Linked DNA regions of Sus scrofa: region 1 is linked to region 2. The links are chromatin contacts, called in public HiChIP or PLAC-seq maps. All regions are on one chromosome and are shown on one strand. Each heading gives the region's core, a stretch centred on a gene start, on an enhancer-like site or on the middle of the called end of the contact. The rest is flanking DNA. Distances are from core to core; before and after follow the strand shown. Region 1 holds the start of TAX1BP3 (tax1-binding protein 3). Region 2 holds the start of MNT (max-binding protein MNT).

The links. HiChIP or PLAC-seq counts read pairs in DNA pulled down with a chosen protein or histone mark.
Region 1: a contact with region 2 is called in an H3K27ac HiChIP or PLAC-seq map of alveolar macrophages. The contact joins the promoter of TAX1BP3 here to the promoter of MNT in region 2. A contact is called at or near these places in 1 of 47 Hi-C or Micro-C datasets (embryonic fibroblasts) and 1 of 2 datasets of contacts at active chromatin or transcription factors (alveolar macrophages).

Annotation. Positions count from the first base shown.
Region 1 is chr12:49,757,137-49,760,335 of Sscrofa11.1, forward strand. TAX1BP3 (tax1-binding protein 3) reads right to left here and starts at 1,890. Exons shown (of 4, transcript XM_003131848.3): 1 at 1,737-1,890. The coding sequence starts at 1,775. EMC6 (ER membrane protein complex subunit 6) reads left to right here and starts at 2,017. Exons shown (of 2, transcript XM_005669120.3): 1 at 2,017-2,163; 2 at 2,363-2,933. The coding sequence starts at 2,411. The coding sequence ends at 2,743.
Region 2 is chr12:48,485,061-48,488,632 of Sscrofa11.1, forward strand. It overlaps MNT (max-binding protein MNT), which reads right to left and starts at 1,677. Exons shown (of 6, transcript XM_021067616.1): 1 at 1,231-1,677. The coding sequence starts at 1,303.

The sequences.
Region 1 (3,199 bases), core at 640-3,139, 1.3 Mb after region 2:
GGCGGCAAGGGGAGCACCCAGCCAGCCATCTGGCCCCGCCTGGCTGAACACAACCATCTCCCAGATGTGGATCCCAGAGAAGGAGCATGTTGAGCTGGAGAACCAAGAGCTGTCCAGGTAGGTGTCCAGAAGGTGGACGAACCTATGGACCCAGAGTTCAGCGAAGAGGCCAAATGGTTTTAACACTGTCACAGCGTTAAGTATGTGGGAGAGGGCCTGGGGTAGGGAGGAGCCTCTTCCACCCCATCCCGGATCCAGGACACAGGAGGGAGAAGCCAGGCCCCACCCACCATATTCAAACATGTTCCTAGAGAAGAACCAGGGGGTCATGGTCCTAAAACTTAGAGGAAGGCCCAGGGGCCAGGAGAGACATGTGAGAAAGGGGAGCAGGAAGCATGACACCTGAGGCCTGCAGGACCTAGGTCCTCGTGTGTAAGAGTGTGAGCTCCTCCAGGCCTGCTCCACCTCTGGGGACACCTCTGACCCATCTCCAAGGTCTGGACTGGGAGACAAGGCCCCATCACTGACCTCCTGGGTGAGGTCAGGGAGGCTCCTGCCTCTTTGGTTCCCCACCTGCACTCCCTTTTTTCTAGCTAAAGAGCAAACCTGACCCCTTCTCTCTGGGGCAGCTAGAAGGCTGGAAAAGCCAAGCCGGTGCAGCCAGGGTGAAGCTGAGGACAGCTGTCAGCAGTCCAGGCCTGAGCTGGTGTGCTAAGCTCACCCTCACATGGCAGCTTTATCAGTGGCTCCCTGGTCACACCACCTGGCTGCTGGAGTCCCCAACACGCCCATCTGGATACTGCAGCCAGTGGCAGGGCCCTTAGGGCTACGACTTCCATCTGACCCATTCCTTGCCCAGCAGGCATTTCTGCTCAGAGATCTGGGTCCTTCTTGAAGCCTTCTTTACATGGCTGGGCATGGCCAGACATCTCTCTGGGACTCAATTTCCCCACCTCAGCCATGGAATGGGTCTCCAGGCCCCATCCAGCTGTGACATTGGCGTCTGAGTCTAATGTCCCAACTTCTCTGCCTATTCTCATAGCACTTGGCACCCAAGATGAACCAAGAGGGCAACCAGGGGCCTGAGCCGACCCCGAAGGGTCTCCTCAGGCCCCAAGTGCCAGGAGGGTGACCTGGGCTTTGCCCCAAGAGTTGTTTGGGGATCCAGGGAAAGTTCGGAGCGGGATCAAGTCAGTTGTATGAGCCTTCACTCTGGACCGACTGACTGTGCGTCCGAGAAGGCAAGGCTAGATGGGAGGGGTTGTAGGACTGTTACTCAGGCTCCGGCTACCTCCACCCGCAAGTCTTGGGCGGCGGCGCCGGCTGGAGCGGAGGAAGCACTTCCTCATTCCAGAGGCTGCGACTCATGGACTTTGGATCCGGCGCCCGCCCCCCGCGGCTACCCAGCTGGGGACACAGGCCTGGGAAGGGGACGCTTCCTAGACTCCCACAGCCGGGGCCTTTTCCCTCAGTAAGAAGAGTCCAGAGCGGCGGCGGCGGCGAGCAGGATCTGGCCTTGATCCCGGGTCTTCAGGAAGCTCGTGGGTCCCAGCCACCTCTTGCCTGGCTGGGGAAGACCACGGCTCCTGTCCCGCAGAGCGGGAACCGGAGCTCTGGCTGCGGGTTTGCAGGAGTCCCGGGTTCGACGCTTTGTCAACCTGTTTGGTGTATCAATTTACCTATCTGCAAAGTGGGGGCAAGCCAAAACTAGGAAGAGCCCGAGCGAGCGCACTCACCACCACGGCGGTGACCGGCTGGCCCGGAATGTAGGACATCTCGACCCCAATCTGGAAGCCAAGCGCCGCTCCCCGAAGCCTGCAGCGAGAATCCCGGTGGCCGCGCCCTCTCTGGTTAACAAAGGCTGCACGGCCCAGCCCGCCCCCTTATGAATAGTTAACAAGACTCCAGCGAATCACCTGCCGGAGCGCTGTCCGGCTCTCGGAAGTTCCCGTGCGTGCGTAGAAAAGCGGGGAAGTGGGTGGTGCGTGCTTGAGGCGTCCTCAGTGCGTGCGCCAGAGGCGGAGGGGGGGCGGGGAGCGAGGCCTTGGCGCGTGCGCAGCCTGGGCCTTCCCAGCATCCTCTGCGCAAGATGGCGTCGCGGGAGTCCCTGCTCTAGGCTGTCTGAGGGAACGTCGAGTGACTACCTCCGCCGCCGCGTTCCAGGTAAGTGGCCGAGTCTAGGCGGGAAATGCAGCTATGCGGCCAGCCGTCCCGAACCCTCAGCTTTCTCAGCGTTTTTCGAAGGTCCGAGACGCTGGGGGCGGGGAGGTGGTGCGAAGTCTTGGCAGCCCTAGGGAAAGGGGCGGCGTGAACCCAACTCGCCAGGCTCTGGGCGCTACTTGTAACGTGGTTCTCTCCGCAGCCCCGCGTTGCTTCGGGAGAAAGCAGAGGCCGAGTCCGGGTGGGTGCGATGGCCGCTGTGGTGGTCAAGCGGGAAGGGCCGCCGTTCATCAGTGAGGCCGCTGTGCGGGGCAACGCCGCCGTCCTGGATTACTGCCGGACCTCGGTGTCGGCGCTGTCGGGGGCCACGGCCGGCATCCTCGGCCTCACCGGCCTGTACGGTTTCATCTTCTACCTGCTCGCCTCCATCCTGCTCTCTTTGCTCTTAATTCTCAAGGCGGGAAGGAGGTGGAACAAATATTTTAAGTCGCGAAGACCTCTCTTTACAGGAGGTCTCATTGGAGGCCTCTTCACCTACGTCCTGTTCTGGACATTCCTCTACGGCATGGTGCACGTCTACTGAAAGGAGGGCAGGGATGACTTCTTTTTGAAAAGCAGATTGGGAGGACGGTTGCCGGAAATTAACAGCGTGTAGACTTACCTAGTTTTTAAATTGTTGGATTCGCTGCTTGTTCTGTAACGTTATGAATAATTTATATCTGAAGACGAAGAGCCTGTACTGTTCTTCAGATTAAATGAAGCGTGAGACCCTTTGTGGAGTTTTTTTCCTACCTTAAAGCGCCGCGCTCCGCGTCCCCGTCCCCCCGTCCCCCCCCCCCTCCCGCCGCTGTGGGTGCAGAATCGCCGGGTTTTGACTCTGGGAGAGCTCTCTGACTGCGCCTTAGCTTTCTTTCATTTCCTTGCATTGACACATGGGCTATTCGCAGAGGGGTCACTAAGGCCTAAATAAGAGAACTTATTAACATCCCGAGAACTAATAACAGTCAATACTTATTAAGTGTGCTCTATATACCAGGCA
Region 2 (3,572 bases), core at 427-2,926:
CTGACCGGGTCCTGATAAGAATGTCTGGAGGGGTCAGTGGGAGTATGTAAGCTCTATATATCCCAACGCTTGGCTATTCTGAGGATTTCCCTCGCCCCAGGACCAAAAATTGGAGGTTGGGGTGAGAACCTACAGGTGAGCTCAGCTCCTCCCTCGTAGGGCAGACTCTCCCGGGGAGATGCCCGGGGGCCAGAGCCCGGGCCCAACCCGGCGGAAGGCCCCTAGCCAGCCCCGCCCAGGCTCCGCCCCCGGCCGAGCGCGAGGCAGCAGGGAGGGGCAGGGCCGCGCAGTCCCCAGCGGGAGTGTCCCCGGTGCACGTGGTCGGGGGCGGGCCCTGTCCACGTCACCACCCGGTGTAACCAACGGGCTTAGAACGCAGGCACACGCAACATTCCAGCCGAGAGCGGGTTTAGAAGGCGCAGACACGCCACATTCCACACCGGCTAAAGTGGGGCGCAGCAAGGGGGGCCCCGGGTCTGCCCCCGGCGACCTTCGGGCCGTTTCACCGATGCACTAATCAGCCCGGCTCTCACCCAAACCCCTGACGCGCGACCCAGCCCAGTTGTGGGAGGCGGGGTCAGGCGGGGCTGGCCAGGATCATAAGACACGCGATGTCATTTTCATTCTGCAAAGGCCGCCTCCGCCCCAAGCGGCGAGTAAGATCTGCCAGGAGCGCCCCCCGCACCCACCCCACAAGACTAGGGAAGCCGGGGAGCTGCTTCGCGTAGAGTAATTCCACCCCCCACTCCGTTACACACACGCCCACTCGTGTGCACTAGACACTCACCCGTGTAAACGTCCGTTCATCCGCTCTCATCGAGGCTCGCATCACACATCCCCTGTGCACACACGCACACGCCCGCGGGTCTGCCACCCCCACGCAACACCATTCTTCACCCCACCCCCCGGCTCGCACATCCTCAGCCCTACCGAGGGCGCTGCTGGCCCACGCGAAAGGAGCCCCTCACGAAAGGTGCACAAGTGGTGGTAGGCAGCTGGGGTGGCGCCCACAGGAGCCGGGTCCCCCGCTGCATGTTAACGAATTCATTAATTAATTTCACTGCCCACAACACTCTTCCTCCGGTGCCGGTTCTTCCGCGGAGCCTTGCAATGCCCGGCTTCGCGAGCCGCCTGGGAGAGGGTTCCGCCCGCGGTTTCGGGTGGGCTCGGGTACCAGGGTCGCTCGCCTCCCCTTCCCCGCTGCCCTAGGGGCCCAGCCCGGCCGCTCACCACGTGCTCTCTGTTGTTGCTGCGCTTGCCATTCCAGGAAGCGGGCCGCCTCCAGTAGCGTCTCTATGCTCATCGCGCCGAGAGCTGCCGGGGGCGCGCCGGGGCCGAGACTGCGGCCCGCGAGTCGAGCACAGGTCAGGCTGGCGGGCAGGCAGGAGGGAGGGATCACCTCCGGGGGGCGACAGGGCTGGGCGGCGCAGCGCACTCCGCAGGGAAGAACGGGGAAGCACAGGGAGAAAAACCAATGTCTCCCCAAATATTTGCAAAATGTAATTTGCAAATTTAAATATATTGATGCAAAAAAAATAAGGCGGCACTGCCTCACTCCTTCCCCTCCCACTCTTCCTCCCTTCCAATGCCTCCCGCCCCGCGGCCCCCAGGAGTCCCGCCGACAAGAAAAGGCTTTGCAACAAGATGGCGAGGAGGCACCGACACACACAACAAGGGAAGGAGCCGCGCTGCCCCCGGCCGCCGCCCCCGCTACTACACCGGGGCCGCAGCCAAAGCCCGGACCGGAGCCCCCGCCCGCAGGGCCGCGGCTTCTCACGAAGGGAGGGGCGTGGTCCCGGGCAGGCTGGCCCCGCCCACTCAAGACGGCGAGCGCACACGTGGCCTGGGTGGGGTGGGAGAAGCTCCAGCCGGGTTCGCGCCCTGCATTTCCGCTTTCCCGCCTCCCCCCGCCCCGATTGCAAGCCACAAGTTTAGCAAGGGCTGCATGTTTGTGTCATTCACAACTAAAATTATCCTGCTGGAGGGAAGGAAGGGTGGAAAACTCAAGACTCGAGTTAGTTCAAATAAGGATATTCCAGGTCAAGGAAACCTTAGGCTGGTAGAGACTGGCCCGAACCCTGGGTCCACACGTGACCTAATTCCCGCAACCACCAGGCTGTCGCAATTCCCCCGGGATCCGCCCCTGGGCGGAGCTGACGGCAGGAGGCTGCCAGAGAACTGGCAGAGGGAGCGGAGTGGCGATCCTGTTCCGCGTTTTGTCTCCGTTCCTCCCCCCGCAGTGCGTTCGCATCCTATTAGGCGACGTCACCGGGCCGCGGGCCAATGGGCGGGCAGGACAACACGGCATGGAGCAGCTCCACATGGACACCCCGCGCCGCCAGCCTTCTGTTTAAAGGGCCAGTGTCTAGCAGGGTCACATTCGCGGGTGCGGATGGGGACGCTGTGTGAAGGGTGGGACTCCGAAAGGGAAATTGTGCAGTTGTGACCTGATCTACTCTTTACTTTTCACTATCCTCCCTCCAAAACAAAGTGTCTCCCTTTCCTTCCTATAAACTCTTGCCTTTGTCCACGCGCCTCTGAGGCGGGCGGAAACTCCAAATGTGCCACCCCAGAAGTCGCCCTTTGCTCTGGGGCCGGACCGAGGGCAAATTAGGCTAGGTGTCCAAAGCCCAGACCGAGGGGGCGTGGCGCAAATCGGGAACAACAACGTGGAGGGCGGAAGCTCGGCCCTCCCAGTGGCTGGGCAACCAAGGCGGGAGCGGGGGCGGGGCCACCCGCCCGGCCACTATCGCTCTCGCGGGCGGGGTAAGACCCCTGGCCTGGCGCTTCCTCTGGCGGCTTCTTGCGGTAGAGTTTGGAGGCGTTTGGGGTACAAACAGAATTTGGTCCGTTTACCCAAATTCTTAAACTTTGCAGATAAGGAAACTGAAGACCAGAAAGGATTTTTCTGCGGTCACTCAATATTCCAGTTGCTCCTTTCCCCATTGGAGCATTTATACCTGACCCCATGGATGATGACTCTTTTGAAGGCAGTTCTGGGGCAAGGCCCACAACTAGAAAAAAAAGTCATGGAGGAGTATCAAACTGCTCACACGGAAAGGGGGGGATCTGACCACTTAACGTATTGTGATGGCGGGGGCACCAAAAATCTTCACCTGAAACCCTGCCGCGCTGTTTCTTTGGTGGAGGCAACACAAACCCCATTGGTACAGTTGGCAGTGACAGGCACAGGCTGAAGGCATAGTTGGAGCACCTTGGAGCAGGTCCAGCTCTGCTGTCCCAATGCCCACAGGCCTCAGGCACCTGGGTCTTGGCCCCCAGATTCCTTTCTTTGCTAATCAGTTCTAATAAAGTAGGACAGTGGCAGTTGGGCTCAGGATCTTGTGGCCTAGATGTTACAATCATATGAAGCCAGAAAGCAAACCTTTGTGAGGTTGGCTGAGTGGCAGATCATCCTGTCAATCCATCCCATGCCATCCCCACTGTGCCCTTAGAGGCTTACTTTCCTTTTGAGGCGGACTAGCTAGAGGAGAGCTAGACACATGGAAAGCTGATGTAAATGATGCTTGCTGGCTTTGTGCCTTTCCTTAGAGGGCATAATGCATCCCAGG